4 separate regions of the Mus musculus genome follow, and all the other regions are linked to region 4. A link is a contact called in public HiChIP or PLAC-seq and promoter capture Hi-C data. All regions are on one chromosome and are shown on one strand. The core of a region is the stretch at or near the end of the contact, and the rest is flanking DNA. Distances in the headings are between cores, read along the strand shown. Region 1 holds the start of Kcne3 (potassium voltage-gated channel, Isk-related subfamily, gene 3). Region 2 holds the start of Pgm2l1 (phosphoglucomutase 2-like 1). Region 3 holds the start of Lipt2 (lipoyl(octanoyl) transferase 2 (putative)). Region 4 holds the start of Gdpd5 (glycerophosphodiester phosphodiesterase domain containing 5).

Region 1 (6,675 bases), core at 2,120-4,619, 800 kb after region 4:
ATGATTTCCATGTCCGTAACTATTGTTCAATATCATCCAATCAATCACTTATTCATTCAACAAATTCATCATACAGTCTCTGCTGTGCTAGGATTGGTTCTGGGAATGGCTTGGTACACTCAAAGACTTCTGTGCCAGGCTTGGAGTTGACAACTAGAGTGAGCAAATTAATCATACCCAGAACAGAAAGTGCTGTGTTAAAAGGGAAGTACCATACAATCACCAAAATGGGCCTTGGAAGCAGTCATATGTAATACCAGTAATGGGGAAGGGTCTGTTCAGAGATGGCCAAGGGAGTAAGCAACCATGGTGCGACTGGTGGGTGGGTGTGTTAAAGTATCCTGGGACTTAAAACACTTGGGCTTATTGCCACCCTTAGGCCTCATGGGAATGGGAAAGGGGAATGGGGATTCAGTGGGGAGATGGAGCCTCAGCTGAGGATATAGTTGGAACACTAGCAACAGCCTAGAAAATCAAAACAAGAGAGCCAGTGAGACAGCTCAGCAGGTAAGGTCCCCCACACCAGATCAAAGTTCACACCAGATCACCCAAGTTCAAAGCCAGAAACCCACATGACAGAAAGTGCTATTGACAAGCAAAACTGGAGGGGTTTAGGGAGTAAGAGAAGGAATAGAGTGGTTAAGAGAGGACTCCACAAGAAGTGGGCATTGAAGCTAAGACTTGAAGGTGAGTCTTATCTATACATACATTTGTCTATATCTCTAGGTTGAGTCTCTTCCCCTAGCCCAAGTCAGCACATCCCAGTCTCCATCTCCACTCCTCCCCTTCACACTCCCCATCTTAGTTCCTCAGGGACACTCTGCCCCCTTTCTTCTCAAAGGAGCAATGCCTTTACTGCACACATCCCCACTGCCTGGTGCACACATCATTCTGTCCAGCCTCATTGGAAGCCTGCAAAGCCCAGCTGGGGGACATGAGGCCACCCAGAGCCCAGCTGGGGGACATGAAGCCACCCAGAGCCCAGCTGGAGGATATGAGACCACCCAGACCATTTTCCAATGGCTCCTTGGTCAGTTGCCCTCTCTAAAGGAAAGATTAGGTTAATGGTTCATGTTCCCAGTGGGAGCAGAGACTGAAGGGCAGAAGGAGGCAGTTGAGATGTGAAGATAGATGTCCTGACAACAGGGGCCACTTCCTGTTTTTGAGACAATGAGCTTCCACCATGTCATTGGTGAAGCTGGACAGCCTTGTGGCAACGTGAACTACAGAGGATTCGCCTGGAGGGGAACTGACCAGAGAGCTGTAAGTCCTTCTTGCTTAGGTTCTGTGCCGAATGATTCTAGAACTCTAAGGTGGTATGAATCAGAGTTTCTGATTCTAAAGCATTATTGGAACAGATCGTCTGTGTCCTCAGAGCACTCCTGACAGGGACAGTTGTTGCTCCCCTATGTCAAGAATGCAAAGTTCTTCCCAAACTAGGAAAAGAGGGAGGACCTTGACTGAACCAAGGCAAGTCTCTCTCTCTCTCTCTCTCTCTCTCTCAGGTTTTTCTATATAGCCTTGCCTGTCCTGGAACTCCCTCTGTAGAACAGGTTGGTCTTGAACTCAGAGATCTGCCTACTTCTGCCTCCTGAGTGGGTCACCACCACCTGACAAGGCTAGTTTTAATTTTTTTTCAGATTTAATTGTTTTATTTAATGTCTATGATTATTTTGCCCAGCTGTATGGCCTATTACCCCACATGTGTGCCTGCTACCAGTGGAGGTCAGGAGAGGGCATTAGATCCCCTAAAACTGGAGTCACAGATGGTTGTGAGATCCTAGATGGGTACTGGAAACCTAACAGGGTCCCCCGCAAACGCAGCAGGTGCTCTTAGCTGCTGAACCATCACTCTACCCCTGTTGAGTTTTGTCATTGTTCTTGTTTGTTGTGTGCCTAGGAGTTTTGTCAGGGGGAGGCAGGGCACATCTTTAATCCCAGTGCTGAGCAGGCAGAGGTAGGCAGAGCTCTGGGAGTTTGAGGCTAGCTGGGTCTACAGAGTGAGTTTCAGAACAGCCAGGGCTATACAGAGAAACCCTGTCTCAAAAATCACATAAACAAACAAAGAAAAAAAGAAAAGAGAAACGAGATTCCCAGTCTCCCAATGGTGCTTAAGACTGGCCTTGAGGGCACCTGGCATGTAAGCGGTGCACAGACATCTACAGAGGCAAAACTCTGAATGCTGATTTCTGGGCCCCACTCTGGGTCTTTTGAATCCAAACCTCCCAGGAGGAGCCCACCGCCCTCGGTGTGCAGACTGGAGCAGCGCATACTGGGGTAATCGGGATGACGGCTCTCAGAGGTGGTGTCCAGCTTAGGGAGGAACGGCTGGATAGAAACCTGCCACACAGAAACAACACAACAAGGATGTGTTCTGAAGGAGATTAGCAATTATGCACAAAAAGCCCACCACGTGGCAATCTTGTTTTTCCCTAAGCACGTATTAGGTAATCATATCCTAATATTCTGTGATGGAAATTACTCACCTTGGAAATACTGCAGTAGATCTTTGCGAGAATTGTGAGGGAGCTCATCTGAGTGTGTTCGTTGTGTGACCTCCGCTAGTGAAGAGAGCTTGGATAAGTGGTTGCTACAGAGTCCCTGAGAGGCAGATCCCTATTTCTGTCATCAACAGGAAAATGACACTTATCAGCGTCTCTTCTATATCAACAGAAACAATTTTTAATATCATCAGAAACAATTTGGATGTGGACCCAGTGGCTGGAAAACAAGTGTTCTGGGACAGACACCAGTTAAGAAGTGAGTGGATACAAGTTGAGACCGGGCATGTGACACAGACTACTGAGGGGGGAGATGCCTGCTAGAGTACGTGGATTCTGAGACCAAGCTCTGACCGAGCTCTGCGCTGACTTGCTTGCTGAGTGTAGAATCACCTCCCCAATTTGGGCGTCTGCAAACTGAAAACAGGGTATGTCTTAGAATCAGATGTTTTCTTTGGCTATTCCGGTTTTAGTATTTTGGATTCTGAAAACACTTCTAATCTTACCGTAACCCTGTGAAGAGCGAGTGCAGGAATGGTGGTACCCATAGACAGGAAACCAAGGCCCCAGAGAGGAGCTGCCCAGTGCCACACAGCTACACAGGTACCAAGCCCGACTCCACCAAAACCTAGCGCTTGGTCTGGGTGTTTGGAAATCAGCTTTTCGCTAGGTTGGCTGAGACTTAAAGGAGACACAGACGAGAAAAATTCTGTCTGGGATCCAGGAAGCAGGTGGTTCCCCGCAACCGCACCCGGTTAAGGCTAAGGAGCTGGGCGGAGGCGCCCCAAGACAGCCAACGCTGAAGCTGGAGTGCTAAGGCAGGGCGGGGCCAGAGGAGGGACACCCTGGGAAGGAAAAGGGAGCCAGAGCCAGTAGGCGTGCAGAGATCTGAGAGCACTGAGCGCATCTGGGCATTATTGCAGTGTTCACCGGAGACAGATCGTAGAGGCGGGTAAGGCGCTACAGGGTTGGAAAAGCTATCCATAGTCCGGGCAAGACGTGCAGGGTTTCGGTGTTTTCCTTCAGAGGGGGGACCCGACGTGGGGTGCTGCTAAAACACAGAGTGGATCTTCCTTAGTGAGAAAAGCAGGTATTCCCAGGAACTATAGGGATTAGAGAGTTTCGCTGCGCATGGAAAGTCGTGTGTGGTCCGAAGGCGCTCTCCCAGGCTTTCCTCCAGGCAGCAAAGGCTCCTCCTCTCCTACCGATAAGAGGACACTCACAGGTCTGCAGCGGGACACTCACGGAAATAACATTCCAGGAGTCAGTCTTGCTCTACCAAAGCTGCGGGCTCTGCAGAACTGCCCTACCCATTCTACTCCACTGTGACCAGCCCTCGGCGATCAGATCCTCCGAAATCCCGGGACGGGCTGAAGCATCTTCCGCTGTTAGTAGCAATTCTAGGTTGAAAGTCAGGAGTCTTGGGTTCTAGTTTTCAGGTAGTGTAAATTGATGCAGGTCAACCATGGCTTTGTGCCTTATGCTTTCTTAGGTCACCTCCTGTAAAATGGGTCTCCTGCTCCAGTTGCCCCCATGTAATCCAATTAGGGCAAAGGGGAATGTTTGGGAGGTGTCTCAGCCAGTGTGTTAGAGCCCCGGGAAGCAAAGTCCTAATCTCTGCCTCCTTCTCTTTATTAATTTGCATGGGAGGAAACTGAGGACCCAGGATAATCTTATCACCAGGGACCATATTGAATTAGAACCAGTGTTTCCTCACTCCTAGCCCAGGACTCTTATTTCACGTACAGATATCGAATAAACTCATTCTCTCTGGCTCCAGCCACTCTGTAAATTGCAAATGGAGGGGTGCGATAACTGGAGGCATTAAAAACTGCCTTTAAAGTCTGTTGACTCCCGGAAGATGAAAACCGACTAGCAACTTTCTTCAGTTCAAATTCCTCAGGGCATGTTTTCTATCTGTAACGCAGGGGAGCTTGAAGTACCTTCTAAGAGGGAGGCAGGCAAGACCAAGAACCTCCATCCTATGCTTGGCTACACAGACTGGCCAAGTAGGGGCAGGGAAGGCACTTGTAAATGGCAAGGACCTGCAGGATTCATCAGAAAGGGTGGGACACAAAGGAGGTGGGCGACCCTTGGTGGCTGTGGGCTGTGAGAGGGCACAGCAGAAGGTAGGCACTTGGGATGACTGCTCTCAGAGGTGAGCTGAGCCATGGATGGCTATGGGAACAATGTGAGCAGGGTTCCCAGTAACTTTCTCATGCCTGCTCCGCCTATTGTCTCCCCCAGTTCTCACGAGGTGAGCTGGGCACTGGTAATTACCTCCGTCTTACAGATATGGTTCAGAGGAAAAGCATTCAAGGTCACATAGGCAGAACTAGGATCATGAAAGGTACTCTTGAAAGGCGAGATCACAGGCTGAGACTTGGGCTATCTGTGTGCCTTCTGTGGGTGTGGATGGCCACACCTTTGGTAGGTACACAGGGAAGAGCATTGCAAAACCATTTACCGTTCTCTGGGGGCCAAGAATGTTTGCCCTTTGGATAAACGGGCTCAGATCAGATGTGGGAAGTGTCTGGGTTTCCAAAGGAGACTCAGAATTTCCCTCTCTTGCCCCATGCCACCTGCTCAAGGGGCCTCCCCTCTATCTAAGGCAGCTTATCTTGGGGTAACTGGGAGTCTTTTCTACTTTGGTTTTCTATTAAAACATTGAAAGCTGATTCCATGAAGCTGTTAGGGGATGAGTTGGGGAGGGTACTCTCTTATAGGAGAGAGATTGAGTCACTTGTTCTTTTTGGTGCTCACTATGTAAACAGGCCTGAAGAATAAAGAAATGCATGAGGCCCCTGCCCTGAAACCTCCAAGCATATGTGCAGGGATACACTGGGCCCACATCGACACTCACAAACAGATTCCAAATGGCCCAGTTCTCTAATGAGGCTGTTTTGAAGGCACTCTGGTAACAAACAAGAGGGGAAACTGACTAGTTATTGAGTAGGGGAGAGGGGTGTTTCTGGACCGGCTCTAAGCTGGTGGTATAGAGCAGGGTCTTGAAGAATGAGCTTGCCAAGCAGACAGAAAGTGTAAAGGAATTCCTGCTTAAGAAAAGAATATGAGTAAAGGCAAGAGGCGTGGGAGTGCAAGGACTGTCCAATGAGCTCACAGCCTGGCGTTCATTATCATGGTCACAAACACTGGGAGAGCCACAGGGAAACAGAGCCAAGGCAGAGCCACATAGAGAAGAGTTCGATAATCGTTAGTTAGTTAGTTAGTTAGTTAGTTAGTTAGTTTGTTTGTTTTCCAGTTTGCTCAGTAGCTGTTAGTCTGCTTTCTAAGCTAGCCCATTGTCTATTTCAATCAAAGGCCTCTCTACAACAGGGCTCTGCCACGTCCATCCTGGAAACTTGATAATCAATGACTCTCTAGGAGTTGGAAATCCGGGGACTCAAGGAAGAGAAACAAAACACCAGTGTTTCTGTCTGTGCCCATTTGGAACCAAGAGGTGGGTTATAGGCAACCGGTCTGTCCCTTCTTCAGCTCTCTGCTTCTCCTTACCCCAACAGGATGCCCAGAATCTGCCTTCTTGTCTCCACCCAAACCCAGCACTGAAGGATACATACTATGACCTCTGTGGTCTGAGAGGCCCTGATGGGAAGGTCTGATGGGTTCCAGTTTGACTCCACTCATGAGTCCCACCCTGTCCTTCACTTGCTTCTTACCCCAACTTCCCACACACTCTGTCTCTTCCCCTGGGCCAGATCACCCTTACAGATAAGAGGCTAAGAGGAAAAAGGAGGAAGTGGATCCATTTGGTCCTCACCTTACCTAGGCTGGAATGTCAGGTATAAGTCAATCCCCAGCCTCAGAAATATCTGAGCCTGCTGGGAAGACTCTGTAGCCTCTCTGTCTTGGGCTTGAAGTCCTCTAGAAGGCTACCCAAGGGCTGCTTCCACCAGCCACTCAGTCTCCCAAGATCTCACAACATGGTTCCGTGATTCATAATGTCACAGGATATTTGAGCTGACCATGACCCCTTCATTTTACAGATGCAGATAGAAGCTGAGATTAAAAGGGGGGAGGGGAATCACATGCCCAGAGTCACACAAGTAGCAGTGGGACAAAGACAGCTGCCCGGGCTTCCATTTCCTTTACTATAAGACTGTAAAATGAGGACAGTCAGCCTTGGTGAACTCTGAAGTCCTGTCCAGTTCCTGTG
Region 2 (6,733 bases), core at 1,728-4,227, 850 kb after region 4:
CATGTGCCACCACACCCAACTTTTGCTCTACTTTTTACTCCTTGCTGTAACAGACTGCTTTTCCACACATCTAAAACAACAGAGCCAAATGACCATAACCTGAGGTCTGTGACATTGTAGGCCCAAATTAACCTTTTTTTCTATTAAGTTGATTTATTTAAGCATTTTGTCACAGTAATGGATAGCTGACTGACACAATGACACAACTATAAATATATATAACACGTATAATTGATACATGCATATGGCATAACAAAAATGCATACATTATTGATTATAGTATACAATTATGTATAATGTCACATTTGTGTCAAAAAGGGGACTGCCTATGTAACTGTGGTCTCGTAAGGTTTTTCCTTACAAAATGATGCTATAGTCACTCTATGATGTTCATCTAATGATAAAATTGCCTCACAATTCATTTCTCAGAATGCATTTCCATTCTGAGAACCAAGACCTCACTTTCACAGTCACAGAGTTGACAAACTTTTAGCAAATAAAAATACAGTAAAAACACAGGACCCTTTGGACAAACCCCAATAGAAATGGAAAGCTTCTGAGAGTTTCCCAACTTCCCCTTCTGGACACACAATGTTCTCAGATTGAGTGAATTGAGAGTCTCCGTAGTTACCTTTCAGTGTCTAACCAATAAGTCTAACTAACCTGTTGGGGAAGACTCAGGTAACCCGTAATATCTGTTAGGATTTTGCTGATAAAAGTAAGGAAACATTGGTTGAAAGGGGTATTTAAGTAGAGCCTGTGTTCTCCTGTTTTTACTACATGTCCTATATCATTTCATATATTGAAAGTTGCTGATTTGGTACTATTACTTGGTATTTAAAACTAATTGTCTCAGCCAGGCGGTGGTGGCGCACACCTTTAATCCCAGTATTCGGGAGGCAGAGGCAGGCGGATTTCTGAGTTTGAGGCCAGTCTGGTCTACAGAGTGAGTTCTAGGACAGCCAGGGCTATACAGAGAAACCCTGTCTTGGGGGGGGGGAAATTGCCTCATAAAAAATACTGCATAAAATATTTAAATATTAATTATTAGATTTGTTAAAATGCAAATCTGTTTCAGTAGAACTTTACTGAGTACTAAAATTTGCATCTCTTAATATGCTTCCAGAGGATGCCAACATGTTGGTTCTAATATGTACTTTGATAATGACCATCTAGGTCACAATCAACAGCTATCTTTATGGAGGTACCGCGGCCATTTCAAAATTCAGGATTGCTGGGATTTATGTTCACTAATATAAAATATATTTTAAACAACCTCATAGTGGACTTGAGAATCACTCACTAATGGATTTGAAATGCCCTCTCCTTTTTTCTCAGTTGGCTTATTTCCTGTTCTTGAAATCCCAGTGCAGGTCCTCCTGCTTGATGGTTTCATTTCCACTATTTGCAGCAAGCTCTTCATCGTGGACTAAACATTCTTGCACATATCCTATCTCTCCAGATTTTATTTCTGGGGATTTTGGTTGTGACCCTAGCTTTAACAGCTGAAGCATCACTCCAGCCCTAGATTTTACTTCTTGAAGGGAATTGTTTATATTCTTCTAATATCAGCTCCTAGCATAATTCTTGTTTTGTTGATTTTTAAGGCAAACACTGCAACCCCTTACAATGACATATATTATTTTTCAGAATCTCTCAATACAATTATTTTATGCTAGTAGTTTGGATTTTATTAGAACAAATGATGTCTTTAAAAAATAAAAGGAATACTTTGGATTTATTATGTCTTTTATCTTTGAGCCTCAAAACACTCTAAAACTATTTCTTCAATTACTGTACTGTCATGCTATAAATATTATATAATCCTTACAAGAGCAAAAGGCTGATGAGGAAGAGTTTTAATATACTTGGTCAAGTCACACCAAGAAGGTATTTGGCACAGTGTGGTGGTGCACACCTGGAATTCCAGCACTCAAGAGTTCAATTTCAGCCTGGCGTATATTATGTTCAAGGCTAGCCAAAGCCATAGAGGAGACCCTGTCTCAAAAACAGAGAAAGCAGAGTGGTCCATATACAAGACTTCAGTATTTCTCTGGCCTCAAGTAATGAGACCTGAAAGGCGCACATTTATAGAAGAAAGAAAGTGAAGGTGTTCATTTCTTTTTTCCTCTGTATTCCTACTTGTTCATGAATTTTATGATGTTTGTACATTCTTAAAATAGGGTTAAATGCTGACCCATCATCTGACAACCTTCTTATCTATTTTCCAGACATTATATTCTCTCTACCTCTATTCCGCGGCTACAACTGAACAAAAACAACTGCCAGCTGAGGTAACATAACAGACTGAAACCCGCATTCATTTCTCAGGAACGCTACTGCTCAGAAAATTCGGTTTGCCTTTCAGTTCCTTCTGTGTAAAGTGGGAAAGGAATATACATACAACCTACCACACAGGATGAATGAAATGACAAAAAACGACTCGTAAACTTTCAAGTACAAATAGATACCGTTGTTCCTTACGTCATTCCTTTTTTACCTTAAAGCAGGAGACCACCACTGCACAACATAAGTAAGAAGCGTCAGGGAACAGGTGGTGCTTTTTCTCTCCGAGGGAAGGGAAAGGCAACGGGTGTACAGAACTCGGGGAACCGGGGAAAACTACAACTCCCGTGAGGCGTCACGCGCGCCACTTTGGGCTCCCAAGCGAGACCAAGCCCTGAGGCGAAGAGGGTGGGGCCTGCGCGCGCCGGGGACTCTCCTAGTGAGTGCAGAGGCGGGCTGCTTGAGACGACGGGGACACCAGGTGGAGGCGCACGTGCGAGTGCGGGGCGGGTGATAAGGGAAAGACAGCTGAGGAACGGCATTAAAAAAACAAAGCCAGCTGTGCACTGTCGCCTCAGCGGACAGCAAACGCTGCAGCGGAGGTGCGGGGCGCGCGCTCCCGGGCTCGCGCCTCATGCCTCGGGCACTCGGACGGGCCGGGGCGGGCGGGGGCGGCGCGGGCGGCGCGGGGGCGGGGCCTAAGGCGGCGCGGGCGAAGGCGGCGACCCAGACATCTGGGACTGTTGTTGTTCTCTCGCCTCACGCCCGCCTCAGTCAGTTCGAGCTGAGATCCGGAGCTAGTCTGCTGGGAGGCGGCTGTCCTGTCTCCGCCCTCTCTCCGGGTTCGCTGGAGCTGCGGCAGGAGCTGGCGCGGACTGAACAGCTCGCGGTTGGTCTCCGATGCCCTTCGTCAAGGAGGGGGTTTCTGGACCCTGGTGAGCGCACCTAGAGCCCCCCTGACTCAGTGTCTTCGCCCGCCCCTCGGGCCCGCAAACCCGTGTGTCTACCATGGCTGAGAACGCAGATGATGACCTGAACTCTAACCTGCTCCACGCCCCCTACCTCACTGGGGACCCCCAGCTAGACACGGCCATCGGGCAGTGGCTGCGTTGGGACAAGGTGGGTACCTGGTCACCCCGGCATCTGTCCCCTCTTTCTGCTCACCCTCGCACAGTCCACCCTTTCCGGTACCCACCCAGGGCTCTGGAGGCTCCAGGGGAGATGGCTCCAGCCAGCGCAGGGCTAGTGGAGTTGGGCGATGCCTCTCACCTATGCAGGGGCTGCTTTCCCCGGCGGGCTGGGCTGGGCAGGGACGACTGCAGTCTCTTTCTTTTGTGGTAGGCTACACCGCAGTCCCGCTTCCTCCCTTGCTGCCCCTTCCCTTCCAGTGAGTATCATCTCTCATGGTCAAAATACTTCGTCCTCATTCTCATCGTTGTAAGTTATCCTCTGTGTACTATGCATCCATCACCTTTCCTCTTTCTCCTTTGACTTCCTTCTCTGCAGAACCAGAAAGTGGCTTCTGGTTCTTGAACGTTACTAACCACTCACTATGTTGCTCTGCTGTGTTTCCACCCTCTGTCACTAGGTAATCGCTGGCTAGGTATTCGCTAGTCTATTTCACTCTTATTTTCTGGTATCACCTTTTGCTATTAAATGTGACAAGGGTTCTCCTCTTATTTCATTCCTCTGCCGGCAGTTATTTATTGGAAGTATCCTGTTCAAAAAATTGTCATGGACATCTAGAATAGTCTAGTTGTACTGATAGAATTTGCACCATTCTCAAATCTTAAAAGGCAGATTCTGATCAGATATTTAGGAATTGCTTAGGAATTTCAGAATTGCTGATGCCATCGTTTCTTCTCTCTCCCTCCCCTTGTGCAGGTATATAGGGTGGGTTGGTGAAAGCTAGAATTAAAATGCATCCTTTTCACTTGTAAACGAGGCTCTTGGAGGCTTTTTCAGAGGGTGGGATGATAATCCCAGTGTTTGTTTTCTCAAGTGCATATGATACAGCTGCTAAAACAAAAAAGGCAGCACATTTAAAACTGAATTAAGGGGTTTGTATGGAGGTATGTGAGATTTTGTTATACAAAAGAACTACTTAATTAGCTTTCTGAAAAAGTTTATTTTCATTTTTTTCCAGGTATCTATGCATTTAAGAAGGGAAACAAAACAAAACAAACAAACAAAAAAACCCAACTAAATACTGAGTGTTCTAGGCCAGACAGGAAATGCTGGTGGTGAGAAAGATAGAAAGAGTTCTTGCCGTCAGCAAGCCTTTAGTTCGTAGATAAGGAAGTCCAACAAATAAGCAATTACAATAAAGTATTTGGTGTTACTGGGTCATATATTTCTCAGATGTTCTAATCCTTCTTCTAGAGTCTGAACCAATGTTTCTCAGACCCGAAAGTGCTAACAGATCATCTGGGAATCTTGAGGCATTTGTTGACCAGACAACTAGGGTGGGGCCTGACAGCCTTAGTGAGCTTCCAGGTGATTGATACCAGTTCTGCTGATTTGTGCACCACACTAAAAATAATGACACTCTTTTCTCTTTCAGTATCAGTTTTGTCCGTGTTTTTCCTAATAAATATCCCAGTTGAGTGAATTAATACTTTATTGTCTACTGCCAATATATACTGAAATATTTAAGAACTGTAAAATGCATATAAAAATAATGCTCCAACAGTTATAGTAGCAATAAACAAGGTTGCAGTCATTCAGTGCTTATGGGAGTTCAGAAGTGAGAGTTATCATGAAGTGGGTTCAAGAAGACTTTATGAGAACATGGAATATACATGAAAAGAAATATACATGGAAAGCCTACATGAGAGAGAAGATAAAATAAATGTAGACCTCAATGAGCATAAGAGGATAAAACAATGGCTCCCAAATATAATATAGGGAACAAGTAATAAGTGCCTTAACAGAAAAACAGATTTAAGTAATTTTATTAATTATATATTGCTGGTCTCTTTCTTAATGGGAGATAGTGCTTTTATTTGAGAAACAAAGGTTTATCTACTGTAGATTGATATTTAAGTAAGCTAGGCTAAGTCCAAGGCCACTAGAATTTAGAGTAAAAAATGAAATTTAAGTTTTCATTATATGTTGACTGTACTTACAGTCTTCTAATGCAGAGAGTCTGAGCTCAATCTCTGATTAATACCAATCAAGGAATCCGATAGTGCTGCTGATTCTTGAAGATTGATGAAACATGTGATAAGCTATAAATTGGTCTCAGGGCAATTTGCTATTTTCCGTAGTCAGGAACATTACTAATTTTAGCTTTGGTGACTTGGTGTACATTGAAAAGTCTTCATGAAAAAAAAAGATATTATTCTTGTTGAACTTTCTCATTTAATTAACATTCAGATTTGCTAAGATGGAGAGGGAAGACTGAGAGTCAGAAAGATGGAAAATTGAATGTGTGTAGTTAGCACATTTGTGTCTGTCGGAGCTTAGGGTACATAGAAATCTTTGGAAAGGTATGTGAAGACCAGATTGTTGAAGAGCAGTAGTATATCATTAGTGGCCTTCAGCAATTAAGAGTATATGTAAGTGCTAAAAAGAAAATAGTGCAAGGACGTAGACCCGGCATAGTTACTCTTGCCTACAATCTCAAAGGTGGGAAACTGATACAGTCAGAGCAGTTAGAGTTTGAGGCCAGCCTGGGCTACATAACGAGTTCCATGCCAGCCTGAATAGCGTGAGACTTTTGTTTTTTATATTTTGTTTTTCTAATCAGATTTACTGTGGGTAGGGTACTCTTGTGTAGCTGCTGTAGGCCAACTTTCTATCAGCAGACTTACCAGACTTGGATGGATACAACCTCCTACTAGCATCCAGGCTTTTATTTAGTAGATTCGCTTCCCTAGTTTCAAAATGAGTCAGTCAACTCAAGGTCATAGAAACTGATGACTGATTTAAGAATACTGTTTTGTTAACTTGTGGCTTATGATCCAGATGCAGTAGATTTATTTCTAAATCAGGCATTTGGTAGATATACCATAGGAAAAGCCAAATAATCCAAAGATTTTTGGTGATTATAAAGTCAAACCACAGAGAGTAAAACATACAACATTTAACAGCATCAGCTTGTAACAAGTAAATGCATCCATCTCTGTGTGGGGCCATGCTATTACTCTAACCCCATAAGTCCAGGGGTCAAGGAGTTCCTCCTATCAGCTGTGCACAGAGAACTCCATTACCAATGTGTTCTCTTCCGCCCTAGGGTAAGGCTCATACCTCCATCCTATTTCTTTCATTCAGGGCTTTCACACATTGTTAAGTTACAGACAAGCAGTCCTGGCAAAAAAACTGGGTTCTTTAACATCACAACTGTCTTTTGATTCTGTTCCAATGTGAATTTTAATTCTCTGTAAGAAATTTATATCTAGGATATAAAACACTGGTAAAGTATGGGTGGGTGGACAGGGAAGGG
Region 3 (6,028 bases), core at 2,147-4,646, 780 kb after region 4:
CATGTATACATACTTACACATATATTTACTGTGTGATATGTAGTGTGCGGTCTGAGAGCTAAGATTAGTAGTTTAGTATTGAGATAAAAGAACCTGTGTTTGCTTTGGCCAGCTATCAAGGGAAATTGGGAATATAAACAATAGCCAACACAACCAATGTAGCTTATGAATTTATTGTTATTAAATAAATTCTCACATGTAGAAAGAGTAAATGTAATAGCCAGAAGCTGGAAAGAACCCAGATGCCCCTCAACAGAGGAATGGATACAGAAAATGTGGTACATTTACACAATGGAGTACTACTCAGCTATTAAAAAGAATGAATTTATGAAATTCCTAGGCAAATGGATGGACCTGGAGGGTATCATCCTGAGTGAGGTAACCCAATCATAAAAGAACTCCCACAATATGTACTCACTGATAAGTGGATATTAGTCCAGAAATTTAGAATACCCAAGATATAAGATAAAATTTGCTAAACGCATGAAACTCAAGAAGAATGAAGACCAAAGTGTGGACACTTTGCCCCTTCTTAGAATTGGGAACAATACACCCATGGAAGGAGTTACAGAGACAAAGTTTGGAGCTGAGACGAAAGGATTGACCATCTAGAGACTGCCATATCCGGGGATCCATCCTATAATCAGCTTCCAAACGCTGACACCATTGCATACACTAGCAAGATTTTGCTGAAAGGACCCATATATGGCTGTCTCTTGTGAGACTATGCCGGGGCCTGGCAAACACAGAAGTGGATGCTCACAGTCAGCTATTGGATGGATCACAGGGCCCCCAAAGGAGGAGCTAGAGAAAGTACCCAAGGAGCTGAAGGGATCTGCAATCCTATAGGTGGAACAACAATATGAACTAGCCAATTACCCCCTCCCCCCCAGCTCGTGTCTCTAGCTGCATATGAATCAGAAGATGGCCTAGTCAGCCATCAGTGGAAAGAGAGGCCCATTGGTCGTGCAAACTTTATATGCCTCAGTACAGGGGAACGCCAGGGCCAAGAAGTGGGAGTGGGGTGGGTAGGGGAGTGGGTGGGGGAGCGTGTGGGGGGCTTTTGGGATAGCATTGGAAATATAAATGAAATAAATACCCAATAAAAAAGAAAGAGTAAATGTATCCAACTATATTTCTAACATAGCATTCTCATGACAGACAGTAGATGCATTGATGATTTTAAATTTTTTAGAGTGTCTAACACATGACAAATATTATCTAAGTGGTAACTATTATCTGTGCTCTAGAGCCATGGGACTGGCAAGGGGCAGGTAATGAGTCTAATCCAGGATAACCGAGGTAGATTAGAGTCAGCAGAGGTTCAGATGTAGTGTTGAGGGAAATAAGAGGGGGGCAGGGTGGGGAGGGAGACTCTAGGCTGAGCCTGGCGGGTGTAGATTGGATTCAGCATGCTACGAGTAAACACCTTTTACAACAATGACCTCCTTAGGTCCTGAAAATTTGGGATCATTTTAGGGGCTTGGAGGCTGCCACATGGCCTTGGTGAAGGGTCTCAGTTCAATGACACCCACAACAAATGATTTAAACGGTTGTTCTTTCATTCTGCAAATATCTACTAAGGCCCTATAGGTGTCAGACACTAGTTAGAGGAGATGAGGACCCAAGAATCAAACTGTGTATCACCTACCCCATAGGAGTGCAAACACACAGTGACGGAACAGAAGATGTACCCAGATCCCTGGCTTTCCTCCTTATTCTGCTTCACACCAGGACAAGTATTCAGCAGGAACACTGAGTTCATCTTGTGCAGGAACCAAATCGCTGCAGTTACTTTCCCCACCCTACACGGAATTATTAATAAGATTTAGGTGCTCTGGAACAGGGTTTCCCAATGTCTCTTCTTCTCCCAGAGCCTGGAGCTATCTCAATGTTTATTTTTTAAACCACATCCCCATGTTGATGACTCACAATAACTTTTGTCATCCGCTCTGAAACCTGCTATTATATATGTTTGCCCATGCCAGTCTGTCCGCCTTATTAATTCTTGGCATTGAGCCTCACTCTGGTTGGTATTCTGTTCTTCCTCTTTCTGCTTCCTGGCCCACCCACACTCAGTGTTACTGGAGCTATTAACAGTCAAAGTCCATCCCAGCACGTAGGAGGCAGAGGCAGGAGGATCTTCTGTGATGGAGGAGGGAGGGGAGAACCTGCATGGCAGAGGTGGAGGGGTTCAGAGAGTGAGAAAGTCCACAGTGCAACGATGTAGGCTCAGGCTTTAGGCCGATATCTGAAAAGGAAATAAAGAAAAGGGGAAAAAATTAGTGGTCAGTGCAGATCTGAGATTATGTCCCAGGTTAGAATACCACACCAGAGACACACAGTGTGGTTAGAAACAGGGGCTGGTTATTAAAAAAAGAAAAACACTCCCAAGAATGGGCGTGAGCTAGTGGGCTAAGTAAAAGCCTTGGGGACTGAGGGCTCAGGACCCTTTATAAGACTTTGATAAGACATCTACCTCTCCAAATTGTAGTTCTGGGGACTTTTCTGGCACATTCTCTGTTGTATAAAGCTCAGGTCAGGAAGGGTTTCTGGGCCAATTAATCACAATTAATCTTGATATTCTGGCTTCCCGTCCCCTGTCCTTCCCTCGGCTTCTGGGACTGGGTTGTATGATGACTCAAGCTGGAGCTCCCTTCAGAGATCAGGGCTTCATAATGGAAGCAACTCCTACAAAGGTAACGGTGCCTTCCCAGGAGTAGCTTGTTTTTGTGACCCATCTATGTAGGATGTCCCATTTGCTTTAATCTAGAATAATTCTAATGGGTCAGGCCAGACTCGGAGCATTCCTGGGGGATAGCTAAGGAAAGAATCTAATGCAACTATTTCTCTGCTCAACTACAGCTTCTGCCTAATCCTGTTTCTTTCAAGTCTTATATATCTTGAAGTACCTGCTACGTCCCACACCGATCCACAATAAACCTCTTTGCACACTAGTCTCCCTTTCAGTTTTCGAGGAACTCAACATATTACTGAATTCTGTTTTTCTTTCCATCATTGAGGAAAATACGTAATAAATAAATTAATTAAATTAAAAAAAAGAATTTACATGGTGAAACAGAAAGACAATTTCTGAATATTGTCAAAAAAAAAAACTTTAATATTAGCTTGTCAGCTGTGAACACCTAAGCTTCCAGGGTTGGATCTTCGTTTCTCAAATACTCTACACTGCACGGTCCAAGTTCCTGCAGAACACAGAACATACTAAAAAATGATTATTGGAATGAATGGGTGGTTAAGACCAATCCTGCCTGGACTTCGGGTCACACAGGTAGGCGGGAACTGAAGCTCCACTCGGGCTGAAGCTCAGGGGCGTGGCCCAGAGTCCCCGCCCCGAGACCCGCCAGAAGGCGTGGCCCACGCACGCCGCCTCCCGCGCGATGTCGCTGCCTGTGGTCCGGCTCGTTTGGCTTGGTCGGGTGCACTACTCGGAGCTGCTGGCGTTGCAGGAGCATTGGCTACGGCGGCTACAGGCAGACCCTCGCCCTGGGACCCTGTCGGGGACCAAAGCGGGTGTGCTCTTGGTCTGCGAGCCAGCGGGGCCCGTATACACGGGCGGGCTACGCGGTGGCCTGACACCCGAGGAGACTACGCGGCTGAGGGCCTTGGGCGCCGAGGTGCGCGCCACCGGCCGCGGCGGCCTGGCCACTTTCCACGGCCCGGGCCAGTTGCTCTGCCACCCGGTGCTTGACTTGCGGCTCCTAGGCCTGCGCCTGCGCACCCACGTGGCGGCGCTGGAGGCGTGCGCCGTGCGACTGTGCGAACTTCGGGGCCTGCAGGGCGCCCGCGCGCGGCCGCCGCCCTACACTGGCGTCTGGCTGGGGGAGCGCAAGATCTGCGCGATCGGTGAGCGCGCCGGGGCGGGACCGGGGCGGAGCCTGGGCAGGGCTAACATCGGGGAGCGCTGGGCTGGACATGAACTCTGGGCATGAGCCACTGACCTCCCTCATGGAGCTGAGACAAAAGAGTCCTCTAGTTCAGTATGAATTGCCAGGTTTCTTCCTGTGACTCATAACGGGAGACAGGATGCCAAAATTTAAAACTTCCAATGCAAACGCAATTCTTGTGTTAAACGAATCTCGAAAATAAGGGCAGCTGATGTGTAACCACAGCCCCCACCGCCATTGACTTAGCCCCCAGATCCAGTCAGTGTTCCATCCAAGTTTCAAGGGATTGTGCCCAGGCCTCCTTACCTTTCAGCCCCAGAGGGATCCTGAGGCTCCCAAAGAAGGGAAGTATAACTATGCTAAGATATTTTGGCTTGTCTTGCAGGAGTCCGCTGTGGAAGACACATCACGTCCCACGGCTTGGCTCTGAACTGTTCAACCGACCTCACATGGTTTGAGCACATTGTGCCTTGTGGACTGGTTGGAACTGGAGTCACTTCCCTGAGTGAGGCGCTTCAAAGACTTGTCACTGTGGATGAAGTAATGCCATCATTCCTTGTGGCATTCAAGGAGACTTTCAAGTGCACGTTAATCTCTGAGGACAGCCCCAGCTGAAGGACATTCATTCACCTTATCCTTGGGATGATGGTTCTACAATAGAAAGCTTCTAGTCTGACTGAGTCCCCAGAACTACTCTGATTCACTGACCATGACAGGCCCTGAGCAATTGCTAGTCTGACTGAGTCCCCAGAACTACTCTGATTCACTGACCATGACAGGCCCTGAGCAATTGCTCCCTGTATCTCCTCACCTACCTCAGACGACATTATGAAAATACTATGAAAAGTCACAGGCTACCTAAAGCATCCCCATGACCATTAACACCTGTTAATGGAGACACTCCAGTGTTATTATCAACTGCCATTTCCTAATTACTTGCTACTTTTTCAGTGCTAACAGCAATTGTATCAGTTGTATCTAACAGCAGTTTTGACTCTTAGGTTTTTTGAGTTCTGTGGGAACCAAATCTCTGTGAGGCCCAGGGAAGTGATAAAGTTACTCTTCTCAGGAGACCTGGGTCTTTCTTCAGTAAAGGAGAAAGCCTCTTCAAAAAAATAAAATAAAATAGTTTTGCCTTTCTGGGTTGAATGTCTCAAGTTTGATAATTTACCTATTTTTGCTTGAGGTCAACAGAGATGGGTTAGAGGCTTCATAAAGACAAGGTACTCCCTCCATGCATACAAAGACTAGAGAGGAAAGATTTTCCTAAGTGGGATTCCTAGATCTGTGTGCATGTCAGGCCTGCTAAGAAGCAGAAAATCTGTGATTCAAGACAGCCAAGGAACACATTACCTCAATTCTCATTGATTGGGAATTTGGAAGAAATGGACTTGGGTTGGTTGGAGTCTTACCAGAGCTTCCATTTAAAGGTCAGTTGTCATTGGAAGGCTTAACTATGCTGGAGTTCACTTTCCAAGATGGCTCACTCCATTGTGATTGCTTGGTTGCTTCTAGTTGTCGATGAAAAGCCTCAGTTCCTCACCATGCAGACTCATTAAAAAGGCTTTAATGGTTCTAAGACATTCGCCTCAATTCATTTAAAAAGGCTTTTTGAAGCAGTATGACATTAGTATTTCATAGTTTTACTGTCTTCACTGAGTCAGTGCATGCCTTATACTTTCAAGAAGCCTCACTTGACTACCCACCCCCTATCTAAGCCCGTGCCTGAAACCATGTCTGCCTTCATTTACTTGAGTTTTGACAATGGTCTCAGCCCAGGCTGACCTAGAACGTGCTATGTAGCCAAGGATGACCTTGAACTCCCCATCCTGTGTGAGCACTGACCTGTGCTATTCTGTGTGTGAGCACCGACCGGCATGTGCTATTCTGGGTCGTAGAGGATAGCTACCTGGTGGCTGACTGAGTTGACCTTCCTGAGCCACACCTTCACAGTATGAAGCAGTGTGAAGGTTTCTGCCTAGGCGAGAGAGGAGTCACATAGCCTAATGGCAGGGAGCACACTGAGATAATATTAGCACAGAGCCAGTGCTCCGCACCTGCTCTCATTATGATTGTTACAGTCTGTTCTCCGCTGATTTTTTTTTTTTTTTTGTGGGGGG
Region 4 (6,488 bases), core at 1,345-3,844:
CACAAGGCTCTCAGGAGCCGTGGGGTGCACAGAAGGCTACTGTCTCCTGTCAGCCTCCAGGCATGGCTTCCAAGCCAGGCCATGCACTGACAGCCTCCCAGACAAAGCCACCACCAATCATCCACTGTCACTCTGTGGCCTCCCTCACCACAAAAGGCCAGATTGCCCCAGATCAGAAAACTCCTTCTCCTCCATAGGGGCAGCCAGAGGGCAAACGTGGGTGTTTTGAGACCTGAGCAGCCGTTCACCACTTGCTGACCTTAAGTGGGCCTCAGGAGTCATCGAGGAAGCTGTGTTCTGAAAAGCTTTTTTCTTTTGGACATTCTGTCCATCTGACCTCCTGAAGAGGCTGTCCTAACAGCCAGACAGCTCTACTCTGAGAACCTCATTCATTCATCTTCTAACGCTGAGGTCTCTCAAGGGCCATGGTGGGTGGGGACATACATCCACAGAGTAGCTCCCAGCCATGAAGGGGGAGGGAAATGAGGCATGAACATTCTTAAAGAATCTTCCATGTAAGCAAATCAGACTAAAGGCTGCCTGGGAGTTCAGGATGGCATCTCAGAGAAGGTGACATTTGTGACTCAATTACTGAGTCTAGGCAAGGCTCTAGGACACAGCAGTCAGGCAAGCTGATGAGCACTGGCTCTCCAACTCTCACCTCAGTCCTGCAGGGGAGCAGGAATAAACTCAAGGTGGGATTCACGACAGTCCAGGAGGACCATAAGGGCAGCCACTCGGAGGAACTGTGTAGGGATGATGTTCATTGTTAGCGAATCTGAGAGAGGTGTGAGGGAGGGGGGGGGGGAGAAGAGGTGGAAAGACAAGGAGCTACAATAGCAGGCTAAGAGTTCAGGGCTCCGTGGGGCTGACAACTGAAGGCTGACGGTTCTTGGCCAAGGGGAAGGTATACGAGATCTTGGCACCCTTACCAAGTGTGATATGGATAGCTTCAATCCTCAGGCAGGCCCTTGCCACTCCCCTAGGCGCTGTGTTTTAAGGACACTTGTTTCCCTACAGAACTCCATCATGTTGACAGTGTGCTGAAAACTTCTCACAGCCCTCTGCTAATGGAATCCAAACTCCAAGCTCCTCCTAGTTTGATCTCATCAGCATCCAGCTGGGCTGTGGGCTCAGGAGGATCTTAAGAGATCTTTGGTCCTTTGGATAAGTCTGAACTCCCTTCTACCTGCCTCGCTGGAATCTCCCACTTTGACTTTTGCTCTACTGCTGCCAGGATTTCTCAGGAGCACGGTCAACTCCTACTAACCTTGCTAGCTTTTTTTGACCTCAGTTTGCCTGTAACCTGCTCAGGGAAGCCTCTGCTAACCAATACGAGGCAGAGATCTCTGGAGGTGTCCTTTGTAAGTGCTGTTGTTTCTGTCAGGAAAGCCATTCCTTTGGTCTTCTAAGCCCATGTGGTTCCTCACTCATTCGACTGTCAAGTTGCAGTGTCTTGAGTTTCTTTAAGGTGGTATTATTATGTCTTGTGAGACAGGCTCACACTGGCTTCCATTCACTGTGTAGTCAAGGATGACCTTGGCATCGCCTTAGGAGGCTAAAGCCATCTTCCAGAGCCAGTCTAGTCCAGGAATGTCACAGAGTTGGTGGATAGAATCCTATACCAGCAACAGCAATCTGGAAAACACCATGCGCCCCCTACAGTCTTGGTCCACAGCAGTGACAAAGGGGTTTCACGCAGAAAATTGATTTGAGGCTTGCAGATGAACCTGGGCTGGGCTGCCTCATCCTAGGGCTCCCCAAGCCAATTAGTGACTTAAGCCCTGCCCACGCGCACTCGCAACACTCATTCATATATCAAACCCTTCACTCCTGTTCGGTGCCTCACACAGGACGCTGGATACTTCAAAGACAGGGAGGGGTGGGGAAGGTGCACAGCCGACAGAAGTCACGATTCGAAGTGAGCTGTCCTCACACACCTCCGCTCATATTTTTGAAACTGATAACGACGTTCCTCCCTGAGCCGCAGAACTCTGGGAAAGGGGAAGTGTGGGAAACAGATCTGCTTTTTATTTTTACAAACTTTTTTGCATCGCTTCCTAAAATCAGAGCCTTGCACTGCTCCCAAATGCTACTCAGTGCAAGGAGCCCTAGCAGCGGGGAGGAGCAAGAGGCTGGCTGTATCACGCTACGCCCCAGGTTCCGCCATCCAGGGACATCCCAGTCCTAACCTCGCCTCCTCCATGCTTCGCCCTTTCCCACTGCTGGCCTCGTGCTCAGTCACAGTCAACCCAGGCCCCCGAGCCCACCATCTTGATCTCCAGGCGGCTGGCTCGCTTGCTACGCGCAGCTTTCATTGTCCTTCTCCAGCGGCACCAGACCACGCTCAGCAGAGTTCCACCCCTCTTCCACTCTCCCATTGGCTCTTGCTGCCCAACTGCGCCGGGGACCGGCCTAGCAGTGTCTCTCACGCCCCGCCTTTGCTCCCGGCCCGGCCAGGGGCGGGGTTTCTGTTGGTCCCACCCTTTAGGGGAGGGGCCAAGCTCGCAGGCGCTCCGGAGCTGTCTCGGCAGGGCTCGGCTCGGCTCGGCTCGGCTCGGCTCGGTTTGCAGCTCGGGTGGGGGTGGGCGGCTAGGGTGACAGCGGCAGTAGCAGAGGCTGCGGCGCGAGGCTGAGCAAGCGGTGAGCGGGGAGCCGGTAAGAGGAGGAAGTGGAGCGGCGGCCCGGAGCTCTGGAGTCCGCTGCCGGCACAGGTCCGCCCAGATTTGCAGAGTGAGCGGCGTCGGGACCTGGGCAGACTTCTTCGCCTTGCTCCGGCCGCTGGCGCTCCGCCTGCCCTGCCCTGCCCTGCCCTGCTTGTCCGAGCCCCGCATTCCGCGCCTGGACTTTCCTAGCCCCGTGGTCTGGAGCTGCTGGGACGTTCGAGCCCCGGCCTTGATCCGGAGTTCCGAGACGGGACGTTCTCGGCCCCATCATACTGACCCATCTCTGCTGGAGTGTCCTCCGCCCCCTGGTCGGCGCAAGGTGGCCCCAGCTCTGGGACTTGAGTGTAGAGGAGCCGGGACGCCCACCGGCCTCCAGCTCCTGGAGAACCAAATCTTCAGCTGCCTTGGACCGAACTGCTCCGGACTTGAAACTGTACTGGCACCGCCCGGGTCCAGCGCACCGTGAGGGGTCCCAAGCAGGCAGAACAGTCGGACCGAACCCCTGGGCGAGTCGAAGCTGCCACCTTTCTCCGCCCTAGGTTAAGGATCTTGGGGTGCTTGCTCCCAGGGGAACACAGGGGCTTCTCCTGCCACAGTCTCCAGCGAGCGGAGGTTGCAGGTGAGAGCCCCGGATGCGCGGCGGGAGCAGTCCCGGGAGCCTTAGAGGCAGGGCCCGGGTCAGCGGAGGGCGTGGAGGGGACACGGGCAGAGAGTGAACTGTTTAGGAGAGGGCGCGCGAAAGATAGTAGAGAGAAGCCCGCACTTATTGAGTGCCCATTGTGTGCAGGTCCGAGCCCCGCCCTTGCACAAGTCGTTCCTTATCCAAAGCTCATAGCAACCCCGAGATAAAAGCTATTGTGTATTGTTATGGGCGCAGACAGTTGGGGAAACTGAGGCGTGGCAGGGTTGAGGTCCTCTGCCTTCCATGTTGAGGATTAGACTGGGGAGAAGGGAGAAGATAAAGAGAGAAAGAGCAAAGAGGGAGGGGAGAAGAAAAGAAGTGGATAGCCTGCATGCACGTGAGAGCTTGGCAGGGTGGGGGCCTCTGGGGCATCGAAATCCAGGCACTGGTCCTGAAGCCGAAGAGGTCCTTCTTACCAGCCACTCTTGGGTCATGGGCATGCCACCTCCCAGGAAAGGTGAACCTGCGTTGAAGGCAGGGCTTCCCTGTTCCAAAAGATCTCTTCCCGGGGTCCGGGCTGGAGGGACAACCTGCTTCCCATAGTTAATGTCCCCAAGTTACTGAAGTACTCTTTATCTGTTAAAGGACTCACCATATTGGTCCCCAAGACACAGCCATGTGGAAGCTGGAGCTGTGGTCCCTCAGAACTCAGCCACCTTCCTTTGGCATTATTAATGAGGACACTGAAGACTTGTGGGGGGCACAGTGACCCCAGGTCCTAAAGCCAGTGAGTGGTTGAGAGAGAAGTAGACCTGAAAGATTTCCAAACATCCATCAAGGGGTCTGCTCCCCTTCCTAGTTCACACCTTTTCGGTCTGTGGCTAGGGTTTCCCCAGCCCCAATATGCAGTTGAGGTAAGCGTGTATGAGACTGCAGAGAGTGTGTGTGGTTGGAACTGGGGCTCAAAGAAGCCTGACTCCAGTCTCTATGTGCAAAATGGCCCAGGGCAGACCTTCTCCAGGTCTTAAGGTTAGGGCTGCCGGATCTGGGGACACACAGTCCAGGTGCTTGATTCCCAGGCAGAAGTTCCTCCTGCTCGCTGCCCTGGGATCTTTGTAGGAGAGGGTATTGTGAAAGAGCATTTGGCACGGACTCTGTGGGCTCTTGTTCTGGGTGGGGCTGGGGTGGCATATGGCCTTGGTCTGGGCACTATGGCCCTGGCTGGAACTGGTTAACCTTTGTTGGGCTGGACTCCCTGGAGTGTGGGGAAATTACCTTGGAAAGCCCCTGGGAGATGGAGCAGGGTCTTAAAGACGAGAAGCCTGTTCCTGGGGTTGGAGGGGTTCGAGCAGCCTAGAAGGTGTCTAAGGGGCTTGGGATTCCCCCTCCCCCACCTCTGCCTGAGGATTCAGATCTCATAATAATCCTTGCATCTAAACAGAGCTCCCTTTTTGATGAACTAATTTCACACCTGTGATCTCATTTCACTGCGTGCTGGAAAGAGCTGGGAACCTCCGGTGAGGCAGAGCAGGAGACTAGGGGAAGCCTCCTTCTGAAGTCTCACCTGCAAGATGGGGGTCAGAGCACGGTGCTACCTACTCGGAAAGAGAGGGTCCCACAGGCAAACTGTTGAGTGCTAAGGAGTTGTGGAGCTTGTCCAATATGGGCTTGCTATTTTAGGCTATCTTGTGTGGGAAGCTGAGGCTCAGAGAGGTGAAATCTTTGACTCAGGCCTGCTGAGTTTGCTTCAGGGACTATTTAAGTGTCAACTGTGAAGTGTTGTAGAAGTGATGCAGGTGGGCTAAGCGGCAGACTGGAGCCTAAGTGGCCAGTGGTCAGTGCTGTGTGGTAAAGAAGCTACTCGGCCTCCGGGGTCACGGGCAGCCATGTTACCCTCTGAGCCCTCTGCTTTTCTAGGAGAGTGGAATGGCTCTCCCACCAAGATTAACTGAGCTAAAGATACACAGTGCCTGGCTACCATCCAGTTCCTTCCCTACGGAGAAAGGAAACTGGAGTTTTGACCAGGAAGTCTGGGAAATCCTCAAACTTGTTTGAGGTTAGAACACACACAGGTGGCAGTCACAGGCTGAGAGACTTCAACAGCTTTGTCCATCTCGGTTCCTGGGCAGATAAGGCTCCCTGTGCTTCCTCTCCTAGTTACAAAGCCTTCTCTAATCTACTTGGAGACACTGGGAAGGGGCCCTGGATTCTAACAGTCCTCACACCCACTGTGGCTTCCTGTGGGGCAGGAGCTGGTGTCCATTCCCTGTGGCCCATTGTCTGGCCTCCCTCAGCACAGGGTACAGTGAATAATTTATCATTCCCCTCGCTGGGAGGCAGGCTAGGGAAATAGCAGCACTCTGCTGTGCTTCCGCCCCTCCAGAGGAGGCCAGGGGCTCCTGTGTGTGCCTCAGTCTGGGTTGTGCTCTGCGTGTGTGTGTGTGTGTGTGTGTGTGTGTGTGTGTGTGTGTGTGATGTGGAACAGGACAAGGAGAGAAGGACCTATTATCCACTAGCTCTGTGCTGTTGGGGGTCGGGGCAGGGGTACCTACAGGCAACCAAAATAGCCAAAGTAGCTCAGCTAGGATCAAGCTGCAGGTCTCTGATTCCAGCGGTGTTGGGGAAGGGCGAGGGGGTGGGGGCAGCCAGGGAGTCTTTAGGGAATTTTGCTTGTTCCACCTGCTCACAGTGAGGCTGGAGGCCAAGACACCTGACCATAGCATAGTGAGGCTTGTTTCTCAAGTTCACCATGGGTGACCATAGGGTCACCTAAGCAAAATGTCAGGCATGCATGGTGGACAGTAAAGGACTGCTTCAGTGTGAGCACACAGGGGAGTCAGTGTGTGCTAGGGAATGAAATGGTGTGGTAGGTGGAGCAGGGAGGAGAATTCTGGAACAGTAATACTGGGTAGTGATTCGTATGCAGAGAGGGCTGAGCAATTGGGTGGGAGAGAAATGGAGGCTCTGTTTAGAGCCCCTCTGTGACAGTGAGACCAGACCAGGCCTTGGGTGTGGCCTTGGCAGCCATAGTCAGCCACTAATGGGGCTTCAGGCTCCTTGGTCATCACTGTCTACTTAACACACCACATGTGGACACCCATCTACCCTTTTGCTTGTGGGACAATCCGAGCCACATCCCTGCCTCCTCTCTTCTCACTTTCTCTGCTTTGGCCCAATTGGGTCACCGATCCCACCCTCAA

The links. Promoter capture Hi-C pulls out the DNA fragments that hold promoters and counts their contacts. HiChIP or PLAC-seq counts read pairs in DNA pulled down with a chosen protein or histone mark.
Region 1: a contact with region 4 is called in an H3K27ac HiChIP or PLAC-seq map of trophoblast stem cells, with 5 times the contacts expected there. The contact joins the promoter of Kcne3 here to the promoter of Gdpd5 in region 4. A contact is called at or near these places in 1 of 39 promoter capture datasets (neural stem cells), 1 of 115 datasets of contacts at active chromatin or transcription factors (trophoblast stem cells) and 1 of 9 other capture datasets (adipose tissue).
Region 2: a promoter capture Hi-C map of liver shows a contact between it and region 4, with 2.6 times the contacts expected there. The contact joins the promoter of Pgm2l1 here to the promoter of Gdpd5 in region 4. A contact is called at or near these places in 3 of 39 promoter capture datasets (liver and pre-B cells), 1 of 484 Hi-C or Micro-C datasets (embryonic stem cells) and 1 of 115 datasets of contacts at active chromatin or transcription factors (bone marrow-derived macrophages).
Region 3: a FOXA1 HiChIP or PLAC-seq map of pancreatic cancer cells shows a contact between it and region 4. The contact joins the promoter of Lipt2 here to the promoter of Gdpd5 in region 4. A contact is called at or near these places in 3 of 39 promoter capture datasets (liver and pre-B cells), 2 of 115 datasets of contacts at active chromatin or transcription factors (pancreatic cancer cells and trophoblast stem cells) and 1 of 9 other capture datasets (adipose tissue).

The regions. Positions count from the first base shown.
Region 1 is chr7:100,175,314-100,181,988 of GRCm38.p6, forward strand. It overlaps Kcne3 (potassium voltage-gated channel, Isk-related subfamily, gene 3), which reads left to right and starts at 3,370. Exons shown (of 4, transcript NM_001360467.1): 1 at 3,370-3,453; 2 at 5,838-5,961. Gm51453 (a long non-coding RNA gene) reads right to left here and starts at 3,378. Exons shown (of 3, transcript XR_003946660.1): 1 at 3,008-3,378; 2 at 2,487-2,918; 3 at 2,071-2,340. Gm34821 (predicted gene, 34821) reads right to left here and starts at 1,357. Exons shown (of 4, transcript NR_169134.1): 1 at 1,255-1,357.
Region 2 is chr7:100,224,630-100,231,362 of GRCm38.p6, forward strand. It overlaps Pgm2l1 (phosphoglucomutase 2-like 1), which reads left to right and starts at 2,978. Exons shown (of 14, transcript NM_027629.3): 1 at 2,978-3,405. The coding sequence starts at 3,295. It overlaps Gm34877 (a long non-coding RNA gene), which reads right to left and starts at 2,776. Exons shown (of 3, transcript XR_869834.3): 1 at 2,501-2,776.
Region 3 is chr7:100,155,881-100,161,908 of GRCm38.p6, forward strand. Lipt2 (lipoyl(octanoyl) transferase 2 (putative)) reads left to right here and starts at 3,397. Exons shown (of 2, transcript NM_026010.2): 1 at 3,397-3,867; 2 at 4,294-5,051. The coding sequence starts at 3,402. The coding sequence ends at 4,523. It overlaps Gm51452 (a long non-coding RNA gene), which reads right to left and starts at 4,296. Exons shown (of 2, transcript XR_003946658.1): 1 at 4,215-4,296; 2 at 158-2,251.
Region 4 is chr7:99,378,924-99,385,411 of GRCm38.p6, forward strand. Gdpd5 (glycerophosphodiester phosphodiesterase domain containing 5) reads left to right here and starts at 2,595. Exons shown (of 18, transcript NM_201352.3): 1 at 2,595-3,285.